Regions from separate parts of the Cricetulus griseus genome. Here region 2 is linked to region 1. The links are chromatin contacts, called in public Hi-C maps. All regions are on one chromosome and are shown on one strand. Each heading gives the region's core, a stretch centred on a gene start, on an enhancer-like site or on the middle of the called end of the contact. The rest is flanking DNA. Distances are from core to core; before and after follow the strand shown.

Region 1 (6,575 bases), core at 1,651-4,150:
GTGTTGATTTACTACCTGAACCACAACTGTGTAACTCTAACCAAGACTAATGTAAGAATTTCATATTTACCAAGATTTAAAAAACAACCACAAACGCATTAGCTTCAGCTCCTTAATTCCCCCATAATTTAATTTTTTATCATTCATTTATTTAATGTATGTATGTATATGCTGATGAAATAAGGTCAGAAAATCACCTAAGGGAGTTGGTCCTCTCCTTCCATCATGTGGGTCTCAGTATGGAACTCTCAGGTCATCAGGTTTGGCCACAAGATCCTTTACCCATTGAACCATCTTTCTGTCCCCCTTATAAAATTATTAATTACAGCATATTCCTAAATGAGTATTAATAGAATATTCTTAAGCTAGAAATATTCTGTATGCTCACTAAAACTTTTAAGTACATTTAAAAATGTAATAAAAATGCTAATCTTTCAAAGAAAGATTTTATTTTTGCACAAGCCTAGGAAAATGTTCATTATCTTAGTCTTAATTCATCTTCATGTTTTATTCATTCTGAGGCCATCTATTTGCCTGTTAAAAGACTCACACACACCCCCTAAAGGCTAACCAGCAAGACCTTGTCCCTCCAATTCCAATACCTAACCTCCAGAACAGTTCCTACAACATAGTAACAACCCCAGAGTGGACTTCAATTACTATTTGGTTAAGTATATAATGAAACCACGATTCAAGAACATCTCCATCAGTTTTTTAACAACAATAAAGAGAAAACTGACACTCTGGCATGTGACCATTAATGACCAAGACGCAGGAGGGTAGGACTAGACTTTGGTAACTAATAATTTAGAATAAAGAAAGAAAATGCCCAAGGTCTACCTCAACTAGATTGGAAACGAGATCAGTGGTGAGACTGAATGCAGAATAAACATTTAAAAATATACAATGGGAATGGACTGACTTTCAATGCTCTGCTATTAACAGATCAGGACATCTTTAAAAGGCTCACTGCAACGGTAGAATTCTTAACATTAAACATTTAACGTTTCAATTTTGCTTGTTTTTCCTAGTGTCAATTCTAGAAGACCTGATAATTATTTGAGGAACACCGCACAACTCTGTTATGTTTGAGTGAAAGGTAATGATGAGATACATTTTTTTTAATTTGTCAAAAATTGCTAAACGTATCATCAAAGAATTGCTAAAACAGTTCTACCAACCATGTTGCAAAAGACCTCGAGCTGCCTGGAAACATTCCCTTCTCTCAAACAATATACAGCAAACTGCTTTCTCAAAGACTATTGTAACAGTGACTAATGCAAACCTTTTAAACTGTTTTTCAAACTAACAATTTCCTTCACCTGAAAAATATTTTGATCAAATACAATGAAACAGTTAAAGAAAGAATGTACAACCTAAAAAAAAAATACATTTAAACGCAGTCTGCTTAATCAAAGGAGGTGTGACAACCAACGCAACGCATGAAAAATTAACCTTAATCCGCCAACCAAAACACGCAAAATGTCTCCTAACAAGTCTCCTCCTTCAAACAACCATACACAAAAATACCGTGCTGACTTAACAGCCACTGCAAGCAGCTCATTAATAGACTAGTTATGTTCGGAGATCAAGGTGCAACACTCTCATCTCACAAACCTCCCCAAATGACCACATCATCCCGGCAAAAACCAACATTTTTTGCTAAAGCAGAAATCCAACCCCGGGGAGCCTCAGCCCTTAGACAATGGTGGTTACCAGACAGCGCAGCACAGTTGGGTCCAAATGACACATTTCACTAGGCCTTGGTCACAACACACACACGCGCGCGCGCGCGAGTCCACATACAGACAGACACACACGATCCCAAAGGGCCCGTTCTACCACTGGGGTGCTCAAACCCACCAGGAGATAGAGGGGAGCACCGCGGCGTAGTGGGGAGGAGAGGTGAGGGGGACGACACAGCGGAAGGGTAACTGCACTGCACACGAGGGAGGGGGCTGGAAATGGCCGATGGCTCCTATATTTATTTATTTAAAGGTATTGATTTAACGGGTCCTTCCCAGGGGCTCTGTAACTAAAGGCAAACTGCACAGCAAACATCTTGGGGTTGGGAGAGGAGCTGCTGCTCCCCCTGCCCCGTGACCTGGAGTGGGGTGGGGGTGGGGGGAGCCTAAGTTCCCTAGCCAGCTCCGCGGACCACTCGGGCGCCCCTCTCCCCCTCCTGCAGGACAAGGGGGAGCCCACGGCGGCGAAGGGGAAAACAAGTTCCCCAGCCAGCCTCACCGCCCCACGCTGCCAGCCGTCCCCCCACCTACCACGAGAAAGGGGGAGCCCAGACCGAGCCGGCAGGCAGAAAAGGGGGAAATCCCACCCTTTGCCCGCCCCCGGCCGCCAACAGCCTCCCGCGGGGTGGGCGAGCCAGCCGGGAAGCCCCGAGGAGGGGTGGGGACGGAGGGTGCCGGCCCCGAAACCAAACAAAGCGCGGCCTGAGCCGCAGCCCGGGCGAATCGCGCAGCCGCGGCTTTTCCTGCTGGCCAGGCCGGGCCGGGTCCGGGCGAACACTGCGGCACGGTGGGACCCGCCTCCGCTCGGCCTCCGTCTCCCCCCGGGCGCGCGCCGCCGCCGCCGCCGCCCCCGCCGCCCCCCGCCCGCCGCCGGCCCCGAGCGCGGCCTTACCCCTCTCGCCGGCGTTGTTCCGCTCCTGAGGCGGCGGCGGAGGCGGCGGTGGCGGTGGCGGGGGCTGCTGCTGCGGTGGCGGCGGGGGCTGTTGCTGCTGCGGCGGCGGCTGCTTGCTGCGGGCGGCTGCGGCGGCTGCTGCTGCTGCTGCTGCTGGGGCGGCTGCGGCGGCGGCTGCTGCGGGGGCTGCTGCTGCTGTTGCTGCACCGGGCGCGGCCGCGACACTCGCCTGGGTCTCCGGTTGGCGGCTCGGACGGAGTTCATTTGCCGGGCTGAGGTGGCGGCGTTGGCGGAGGGACACACACACACTCACGCGCACACGCACCGCGAGCTCCGGGGGCCGGGAAGACGGGGGGTGGGGAGCGCCAAAGAGCGAGGGGGACGGCCGGGGACGAGGGAACGGGGGCTCCGGGACGGGCGTGAGCCCCCGGGTCCGCGGGGAGGCCGGGGGCGCAGCCGGAGCTGGAGCGAGGCCGGCCGGCCAGGCCTGGCGCACGGGCAAGGCCGAGGCCGCCGGGCGGGGCGGCCGCGAGGGACGCAGACAGAAAGACGGGCCGGGCGAGAGAAAGAAAGAAAGGGCGTCCGTCCGCCTGGGGAGCCCGAGGCGAAGCGCGCGGCGGCGGCGGTGGCGGCGGCGTCTGCGGCCGAGCAGACGAGCCGGGCCCGCCGACTCCCGAGCGGCGTCTCCGGCGGCGGGGGGAGTGGGCGGGCAGCGAGCGAGCGGGCGGCGGCGGGCGGTCTCGGAGAGGGCGAGCGAGCGGGGCGGGAGCGCGCGGGGGGCGCCCGGCTCCTCCGTTCCTCTTCCTCCCCCCACACCCCCTGAAAGAGCGCCCTGCGAGGAGGAATTTTTCTCTTTCTTCGGCCTCCTCTCTCTCTCTCTCTCCCCCCTCTCTCTCTCTCCTCTCCCTCTCTCTCTCTCTCTCTCTCTCTCTCTCTCTCTCCCTCTCTCTCTGTGTCTCCTCCGCCCCCCCTTCCCTCCCCTCCTCAGCGAAGGGGAAATGAGTGTAAAGGGAGGAGGAGATAGGGGCAGAAAGAGGCGTCGTCGTTCCTCCTCCTTAAAGGAGCCTTTCCTCCTCAGCCCCTGCGCCGCCGCCGCCGCCGCTGCTGCTCCGTGGCAGGAGGAGCCATTGACACCGCCGGAGCCTCCACTCCAGCCTCATCGGTCCCCCCGCCGTGGGGCTGGCCGGGGGCGCGGGGGAGGCCGGGGCGGCGGGGGAGGGGCGGGGGGCGGGGACAGAGGGGGCGGGGATTCCGGCCGGACGTGGCCAATGGGAAGCGCGCGTACAGTCTGCGGGCCAATGGCGCCTCCTCTCTTATCGCGAAGACCCTTCCTCCAACGCCCTGTTTCCTCTCTCGGGTTTCCTCCTCCCCCTCCCCCCCCCCGCCGCGGAGAAGGAGAAGGAGGAGGGAGAGGGAAGAGGAAAGGGGGAGTGTGGCAGGGCGGGTGGTAATGGGGAGGTATCAGGGCATATAATGGAGCCGGGGGTAGGCGAAGGAGCGCCCTACGCAGCGACGACGGTTCTAGGAAAGGAGGCTCACGGAGGAATGGGCGGGGGCTGCTGATGTAATTGGGAGAAGTGATTAATCCTGCCTTCTGCCGTTCCGGCCTCCCTCCACCCCAACCTTCACCTGGTTTTCTTCAAGTGGAGTGAGGGAGTCAATCTTTGGTAACTCGGGATTTCTGTGCTCGGTAGGTTCTAACTCTGAGCTGTAGGGAGCGCTGCAGGCTCTGTGCCCTTCAGCCCAGCTGGGGGTATTTGCAAAACCTTAGGAGGTCGACTGTGACCGAGCTTTTAAGCTTGAAAGTTTGGAGTCGCCTCCAGTTCCTGTCACCCAAACCAGAGTGTTTAAAGAGCTTGGCCAGTTTTTAGTTTCCTTTGGGTTTTTGGGAAAGTGGTGTACATAATGTTCCGGGAGAGAAATTGTCTGGAGGTTGTGATCGTGATGCTCTATTTCATTGTTTTTTTCTTTAGGTCCCACACACTTAAAAAATGAGAAACTCCCAAGAGGAATTGTCTTTTGTATCTGTATCTGGTCCCCTTAGCATAATCTCTCCCCAAGGAAATCGTTTCTATTCCCTGGATGCCGTTGTGATGGCTGCAAATGTACTCTTCTCACTATTTATTCATTATGGCATAGCTAGTAGTTTACCTCTGGATTCCCTTGTTTTCAGGGCTTTTAGTGATTTCCTACTTGAATTTCATTGATTGCTTTCTAGGCTTAAGATAGGTAAGACATTACAAAGCTTAATAAAACCAAGACAGAGAGGGAGAAGAGTGAATTCTGAGAGAAACACAAGGAGACAGATAAGCTAGTATTGTGTTGTGTGAGCCCCAGATTTCTTAAGTGACTCTAAGCAAATCACCTTTCTTGATATCAGACATCTCTCCTGCTATTTAAATAAAACTATCAGATGATATGCAATTTTTTTGATCATGTGATTGTTGAGATGCTCTCTTTTTAGTCAGGAAAATGGAGACTCCTGAACATAATCTTTTCAAAACTTATATGCGGCCTGGTGGTGGTGGTGCATGCCTTTAGTTCCAGCACATGGGAAGCAGAGGCAGACTGATCTTTTTGAGTTCGAGGCCAGCCTAGTCTATATAGTGAGTTCCAGGACAGCGAGGACTGTTACAGAGAAACCCTGTCTCCAAAAATAAAAACAAAACAACAACAAAACTATGTAAGACAGCTGTTTGAAAAACATCTTGAGGAGCTAGAAAAATGTCTCATCCCTTTAGAGAACTGAATGCTCTTCCAGAGGACCCAAGTTCAATTCTCAGCACCCACATGGCAGCTCACAACTGTCTGTAACTCCAATACCAGGGCATCTGTCACCCTCTTCTGGCCTCTGAAAGCACCAGGAATGCACGTGGTACACAGGCATGCAGGCAAAAAAACCATACACTTAAACTTTTTTTTTTTTTATTAGAAAAACCCAGCCTGAGTCGTGCATGACTAGCTCATGCCTATGATCTAAGAATTCTGAAGGCTGAAGCAGAAGGATGTCAAGTTCTACATGCAATCCTGGAATGCATGACAAAGCCCATCTCTAAGTAAATATGTAAACAAATATTAAAAATATTATGGCTAACTAGGTGAAGATAAACATTGGTATTTGTTGGGTGGTGGTGGTGCATACCTTTAATCCAAGCACTCGGGAGGCAGAGGCAGGCAGATCTCTGTGAGTTTGAGACCAGCCCGGTCTATAAGAGCTAGTTCCAGGACATCCTCCAAAGCCACAAAGAAACCCTGTCTCGAAACCCTCCCCCCACAAAAAAATAATAAACATTGGTATTTGACTTAAATAAACATTGAGGGAAGAGTTTAAAATGTGTGGGAAAATAGCATATTATAATTGTGTCCATAATTCTGATTGATTTAAAAATGTACAGCTGGGGGGGGAGGTGCATACCTTTAGTCCCAGCATGGGAGGCAGAGGCAAGTGAGTCTCCATGAGTTCAAGGCTAGTCTGGTCTACAGAGAGAGTTCTAGGACAGCCAGGCCTATTACACAGAGAAACCCTGTCTCGAGAAAGAAAAAATATTGTACTCTACAACTACACGCTGGTTCCTCTGAAATATGCATAGTGTATAAGGTACTACAGAAAATATCAATCAAAGACTAAACCTTAACCATGATGAGTTTGAATTTTGGTCTGGTAGAATTGAAGATTTATTCATATTAATCAAATGTAGAAAGAAACTATAGCTTATTTTCTCTAATTACATTCTTGTTGTTGTTGTTGTTTGGTTTTGGTTTTTCAAGACAAGGTTTCTCTCTGAAAGAGTCCTGGCTGTCCTGGAACTCACTCTGTAGACCAGGCTGGCCTCGAACTCAATGAGATCTGCCTGCCTCAGCCTCCCAAGTGCTGGGACTAAAGGCTTGCAGCAACACCACCTATCTAATTACATTCCTATTTATTTTGTGTGTGTATG
Region 2 (6,575 bases), core at 1,384-3,883, 180 kb after region 1:
TTATGAGGGGTGCAGGAGGGTGGTGGTGCTTAGGAATTTCTGAGCACTGGGGTACTGTAGCCTTACACACCTTTCCAGATTCCCCTCTACTCCACCATAATAGACATCTTATGGGAGCTTCAGTCTCCTTGTGGCAGAGTAAGAATAGTGAGAATTTACTGCAGAGCTTTGCTGCGCTGTGTAGGAACCAGCATATGACAGCTTACTCATTGCAAGTGGCTATCAAGATACAATGTATGAATACACAACACAAGATTTCTTATGAATGAATGAATGGCCTAAAGATACAACATAAGAATACAGAACACACAGATTTCTTATGAATGAAGGAATGGCATAAAGATATAACATATGAATACACAACTCATGCCTTTCTTATGAGTGAATGAATGGCATAAAGGAAGATTGGGAAGGTTGACTTGAGTCCTCTAAACCAATGAACAACTTCTTTGAAATTGAGCTTTTAGAAATTTGCTCTTTGGGGTGGGAAGTAGGTGAAAGAAAAACTCAAGGGGTTGTGTGAGAGGACCACAGTATGGCTGGGGATCAGGATCATCGAAGCAGCAGCTGGATGGACAGACAAACTTTTCAGCTCTCCAAACCTAGCCCAGCCCTGAATTTAAGCCCAAAGCTTTGCACAGGAGACTTCCAGAATGACTGGATTCTTGTGTGTGTGTGTGTGTGTGTGTGTGTGTGTGTGTGTGTGTGTGTTTCAGAAGGAGGGAGGTGGCATGCATGACACAGCTGTTTTCTTTTTTGTTGTTGTGGTTTTGTTTTTTGAGACAGGGTTTCTCTGAAGCTTTGGAGGCTGTCCTGGAATTCACTCAGTAGACCAGGCTCACCTCGAACTCATAGAGATCCCCCTGCCTCTGCCTCCCGAGTGCTGGGATTAAAGGGGTGCATCACCACTGCCTGGCTACACAACTGTTTTCTATGAAGATAGCAAATGACAATATTTCATTGCTACTATTGGAATGAAAACCCGATTATCAAACGGATACAGAGACTAAACATGTGGAGTGCTGAGAGACTCTCTCAGCTAAGACCAAAGACCTTGAAAAACAGAAAAAGGCTTGAGCAGAAGGTAGCTGTCTTGTCTCTGTGGCTGATAGGGACTAGCTTGAAAATAATATAGTTAATCATCCCCCATGCTTCTGGTAATAAACAATTGGAATATTTATCTTGAAAGCCAGGTCAAGATGTTACTGATATTAGGACCTCCTACTTTTTTTTAAAGCCAGAATTTCTTAGACACATTTAAACAGAATCCATTACAAACACTAAGTAACAATAATAACAATTTGACTTGTAAAATAAAATACAATTAACACGGCCCAGGTGCTCAGTAATGAGCTTGAAGTAATGACTCATCCGTTTGAAAACTTCCCTGACTGAGGGTTCTAATGTGATTACAAGTGGGTCATAAAAGTGGATGTGAGAAACTAGTTTCCCAAGTCAGGATTATGATTTACTGGAATCCATGACCCTACAGAGTAAGGCAATAATCAGCAGGCGAGAAATGACTACTGCTGACTCATTAATCCAAGAACTCTGCACTAATTACAGTGCCTCAGTTTCCCTATTTTGTGAAATGAAGTTGTCACCTGCCTTGCCACTCTGTTGTGTTTGGAAAGTCCTGGGAGATAATAGTCTGCGTGCTTTGAAAATAAGGAATACATTATAAATGCTAAATAATAATAATAACAATAATAACAGGGAGTCTTTAATGACAGGGGTCCTTTAATAATACTCATCAAGTATAATAGCATCACTAACCAGTAGGAACAAGACAGAGTGCGTCGGTCGTCTTAATCATTAGTTTGTCTCTTGGGAAATTGGTGGGGGATTGACGCCTCACACGGAGCCCCCACGGGCTTGCCAATCCGGTCACTCCTGGCTCCCGGAATAACACTTGTTTCTCTTTAAGAAGGCGAGCGGTGTAACTGGGGTGGGTGGGGCAGAGGTATCCCACCTCACCTCCTAAACCCAGAGAGCAGGATTATAAAATTCCAGCTCATAGCTGGTTGGAGAAACAAAGAAAAGTAGACTTGGGACCCATGATAGCAAAGGGCTCGAGGGGCAACGGCCAATGTGGCCACCTGATCCTGCCACGAGGTGGCGACAATCCAGCTGGAAAGACCCGCTGGGGATGGCACTGATGGTTGGCGACCGAGAAAGGAACTTCCACAGACACAAAGACAGGATCTTCGGAACCGAGAAGAGGCGTTTGTCTTCTTCACCAGCAGTACCTCGAGAGTGGACGTGATGAAAGCGGCTTGGAGAAGGAACGAGAAGCTCCTTTCTCATTCCCCGGGCTTCCGCTTCCCAGGCTGCAATCTTTGGTGTGGGGAGGGTTTTGTGAAAAAAAAAAAAATCACCCGAAAAAGTCCAGGTTTGACCCCCTCCCTGCCGCCCGGAGGCCAGCCAGATGCTTCCCCGCATTCTCAGGATTCCGGCCCGTGAGAGGACGATTTTGAGCTCAGCCACACGCCTCGGCCCAGGATCCTACTGCAACCGCGGCGAGTCAGACACCGCCGGGCAGGACGATCCGGCGAGCTCACCCGGAGGCCGGACCTTGGAGGGGGCTGAACCCTGGCTCTGGGGCGCGCAGCAGCCGTAGGGTGTGTCCGCAGCTCGGCTGCACCCGGCTCCTGGGAAAATGTCCGGAGCTGGGCGAGGCTAGGGGGTGGGTGCTCTCCTTGTTTTGTTTGGTTGTGAATGCGAGGAACCGCCACACCCTCGTTTGTTTCAGGAGGGAGGGAGCTGGCTTTGAAACTCCGCTGTTAGGAAACTCGCAATAGGGCGGTTAGGAAACTCCAGTCCAAGGACTGTCCTGATCTGTAGAGCCTGGGCCGTGGCCCGCCTGGCCGCGGTGCTCCAGCCATTGGCCTGCCTGGCCGCCACCAGCGAATCCACGTCTCTCCATGTCCCTCGGGCTTGGACCTCGGTTAGAGCTTGGGAGCTGGGGAGGGAAACTAGAACCTCGCGCGCACGCGCGCGCGCGCGCGCGCGCACACACACACACACACACACACACACACACACACACACACACACACACACACACACACACACCTCAACTGCCCATCGCCCTGGGTTATGGGGGGGGGAGGGAAGAGTGGCGTGTAGCTTGTGACAAACACGTGCCAGATACGATTGCCTTATTTAAACCCCACAGCAGCAATACCTGCATTTTATAGAGGAGGAGAACAAGCCTCAGATACTAAGTGTCCAAGCCCCTCAGCTAGTAGTGGAGCAGGGCTTTTCATCTGGACCGGCATTGCTCCAGAGCCCTAGTCTATGCTATCTCTGACCGCGCCGCCGTCAGGCAACTGGGAGAAGTATAAATAGAGCTGGAAACGAGCTTAGATACTGGCAGGACAGTCAAGGTTATTTTGAACTCTTCTTGCCTGTCAATGCAGACTGGAGATCAGCTAGCGTAGTTTGCTTGCCCTTTCCCCACCTCCAACAACAAATGTTTATTGCCTGCGTTTTATACCAGGAATCTTTCTAAGCTCGGAGGCAACCCAGGGAACAAGACAGACCATATGAGTGTGTGAGCGCGCGAGTGTTGGTGGAGCTAACTATTATTGACTCTCACTGCTCACCACCGTCCGCCTCCTGCAGCTGGGCCTCTGCTGCAGAGCCCTGAAAAGCTCTGCCAATCAGGGCGCTAGAGGGAGACTCCAGGCAGCGGAGGGAGAGCAGCGCTCTCTTCTCCATTGACAATCCCTGTCGGTTTCCCGCAGGGGGGTGGTTGTTTCCGACCAGATTTCTCTAGCACTCCCAGCCTTTGTCGTTGTGTGACAGAACGGAAGCAGGGCAGCTGTCCACTTCTCTGCAGCCTGAGCTCAGACACCAGGGTTCTTCCCTATGGACCCCGATCCTGCTATGGTAACAGTTCTCTCTCTCTAGTGTCCATGCCTCCCCACACCCTTCCAATAAATAACCCGTGTTGTACAAAATGAACGAAGCAGAAAGAAACTTAGTTTGCAATGGGTGCTGCTCTCTAGAATAGAAAGCATTTTTCACATGTGTCATGCGGTTTATAGGCATGGACTAGCAGACCTGGGACACAAATGCCTGCCCATCCTCCACCCCACTCCACCCCACCCCACCACGCCGCCTATTGAAAAACTTGTTTGCTTTCCAGGGTTTTGTTTTGTGCTTTCTAGTTGTTCACCACCAGACTTTGACTAAACAACACTGGAGCTTCCAAGAATCTTTTTTTTTTTTTTTGCAAGATTTCTTCTGACAGAATTATTGGGACTATAGGAGACCATATGAACAAAACAACAAAACACTCTGAAAGATGCTTCAAAATCTAGAACTGTAACACAATTCCTGGACATTCCTGCTGGAAGGACAGAAGACTGGGGTGATGAAAGTGGCCCAAGCATTTTGAAGATGACTCATAGAGGCGACCTCAGAGCCGGAAACTGTGACTCAGCATGGCAAAGGCAGTCATACCAGTGACTCATTGTGATACCACACTGTGTTGAAAAATCTCGTTCCTTAGCATTTGGGGTGGGGTGAACGTTGTACAAACCAAGAAGGCACAGGAACCCAGGGAGTAAACCATGTCTCACCAGTTTTCTCATATCCTATTTCCAAGCTGTACAAGGGGGAAAAATTATCCATGTATTAGCTACTTTTCTATTGCTGAGATAAAACATCATTGTATGTGTGAGAGCCAAAGTTATGTTTTATGTTTTAATTACTGTGCTTAAGATATCCATAAAACAAAAATGCCTGTAGCCTGCAAGCCCTTTGCCCAAGGACAGAAATCTCCTGAGATACTGGAGGCTGTTGTTCATATAAGGTAACAAGCCTAAACAAGTTTGGTTTGAAGGGACCAGCTTCCCTTTTGGCAGCCATAACGGCTTGTCTTAGTCATTAGAAAGTCAGATGCCTGCCTCATGACAAGGAACCAATCAGAAGTTAGTCAGTCACTAGAAAGTCAGATGCCTGCCTCGTGACAAGGAACCAATCAGAAGTTAGCTGGTGGCGCTATGCTTTACAACCCTGTGTGTACATTACGGACAAGCACACAGCAATGACGCACAGAGCATAGCAACCACCCTGGGAGGGCCTATAGGCCATAACAACCAGTTGACCAATCAACTCAGGGCAAGCCCTCCAAGGCTGGAGGCACACCAATTGTGAGCCTGTGCGTACCCCTAGACACTCCCCTTACGCTGCCCTATAAGATCTCGGTCCTGTGGCTTCTCAGAGTCTTTGCTAGCCATCTGCCATGGCAGGTGGGTGAAAGACCCGAGCTAACATGGGGTTAGCTCGTTAAATTACAATAAAGCCTCATGCAGTTTGCAGCAAGCTCTCAAATCTGCCTGGTGATTGGGGTGACCGCAGTCGTGGCCTGGGACCCCGGATACCTGAGTTTTCCGGGGGTCTAACAGGTTGATTCACATGCATGGGATGAGTCTGTATAGCATGAACCACATGTCTTAAATCTCCTCCACCAGCTAGGGATCAAGTATTCAAATACTTAAAACTATGCTGACATCTCAATCAAACCACTACAGTCTATAGTAATTTCATTTAGGCCTCAGGTTCCCAAGCCTAGCAAGGGGGTGTAGTCTTTTGTTTTGTTTTTCAAGTTACAGTTTCTCTATGTAGCCTTGGCTGTCTTAGAACTAGCTCTGTAGACCAAGTTGGCCTCAAACTCACAGAGATCTGCCTGCCTCTGACTCTTGAGTACTGGGACTAAAGTCGTGCACCACCACTGCCCGGCTTGAGGGTGTAATCTTTAAACTTGCAAATCACCAGGGGTTTCATTTCTGCCATTTCTGCATAAACACTTGGTCCATCTCCTTTCTCTGCTCCTTTTCCAGATGCCCTTTGGGAACTGGGGGACATTCTGTTGCATGTCCTCTGCCCCAGGACCTGCTTATTCATACATTTTGGTGCTTCCTGTCTTAGGTGCCTAGTGTTTGAGGTCCCAAGCATACATTTCTGACTCAAATACACATGTGTGCATGAGTCCTTCATTCTAAACTGGGATTTTGAATATTCTATCTAACCATGGCCAATTTATATCATGTTAAGGGCTTGGGAACTTCCAGGTAGTCTCTGCCACATGCAGGCTGTGGAGAACCAGGTGTGCTGTCCCCTGCTTCTTTTGCTTCCTGACTGTTATGGTATTTCCTGCCCAGTTCTGCAATTGCCTTGCCCCAAATGAACACACAGAGACTTATATTAATTATAATACTATTGGCCAGTGACTAGGGCTTCTTATTGGCTAGCTCTGTCTTAATTATTAACCCATTACTATCAATCTATGTATTTCCATGTGGTCTTGGCTTACTGGAGAATGCCTGGCACATCACATCCTTTCTTCCCGGGCTCACACGGCGACTCCTATCTGCCTATCCTTCCCAGAATTCTCCTCCTCTGGTAGCCCCCCTAACCTTCCTGCTGCCTAACTGTCTTCATCATCTCTTCCCTTAAGATTTGGTGTGAGAAAAAGGGCAGAACCTGACATTGGCATTTGGCTAATTCTGCCTTCTGAAGGGTTTGTCTCTGTGCCACATTCAGTGGAGGTTTAAATGAGATGT

What was found. A called contact is a pair of places that touch in the nucleus more often than the background predicts.
Region 2: a Hi-C map of fibroblasts shows a contact between it and region 1, with 5 times the contacts expected there. The contact joins the enhancer-like site here to the promoter of Fbxo11 in region 1. A contact is called at or near these places in 2 of 8 Hi-C or Micro-C datasets (the CHK-Q cell line and fibroblasts).

What each region holds. Positions count from the first base shown.
Region 1 is chr5:89,669,101-89,675,675 of CriGri-PICRH-1.0, forward strand. Fbxo11 (F-box only protein 11) reads right to left here and starts at 2,901. Exons shown (of 23, transcript XM_027417998.2): 1 at 2,638-2,901. It overlaps LOC103162076 (a long non-coding RNA gene), which reads left to right and starts at 3,907. Exons shown (of 2, transcript XR_003485818.2): 1 at 3,907-4,327; 2 at 5,570-5,734.
Region 2 is chr5:89,846,543-89,853,117 of CriGri-PICRH-1.0, forward strand. It overlaps LOC118238902 (a long non-coding RNA gene), which reads left to right. Exons shown (of 2, transcript XR_004770312.1): 1 at 1-2,947; 2 at 4,154-4,687. Among named protein-coding and RNA genes, the nearest start is that of Foxn2, 180 kb to the right of the region's middle. Within about 2 kb of position 2,634, at least 5 of the 6 cell types and tissues checked have open chromatin away from gene starts, as enhancers often do. A contact at or near this core is called in fibroblasts, where this site is marked.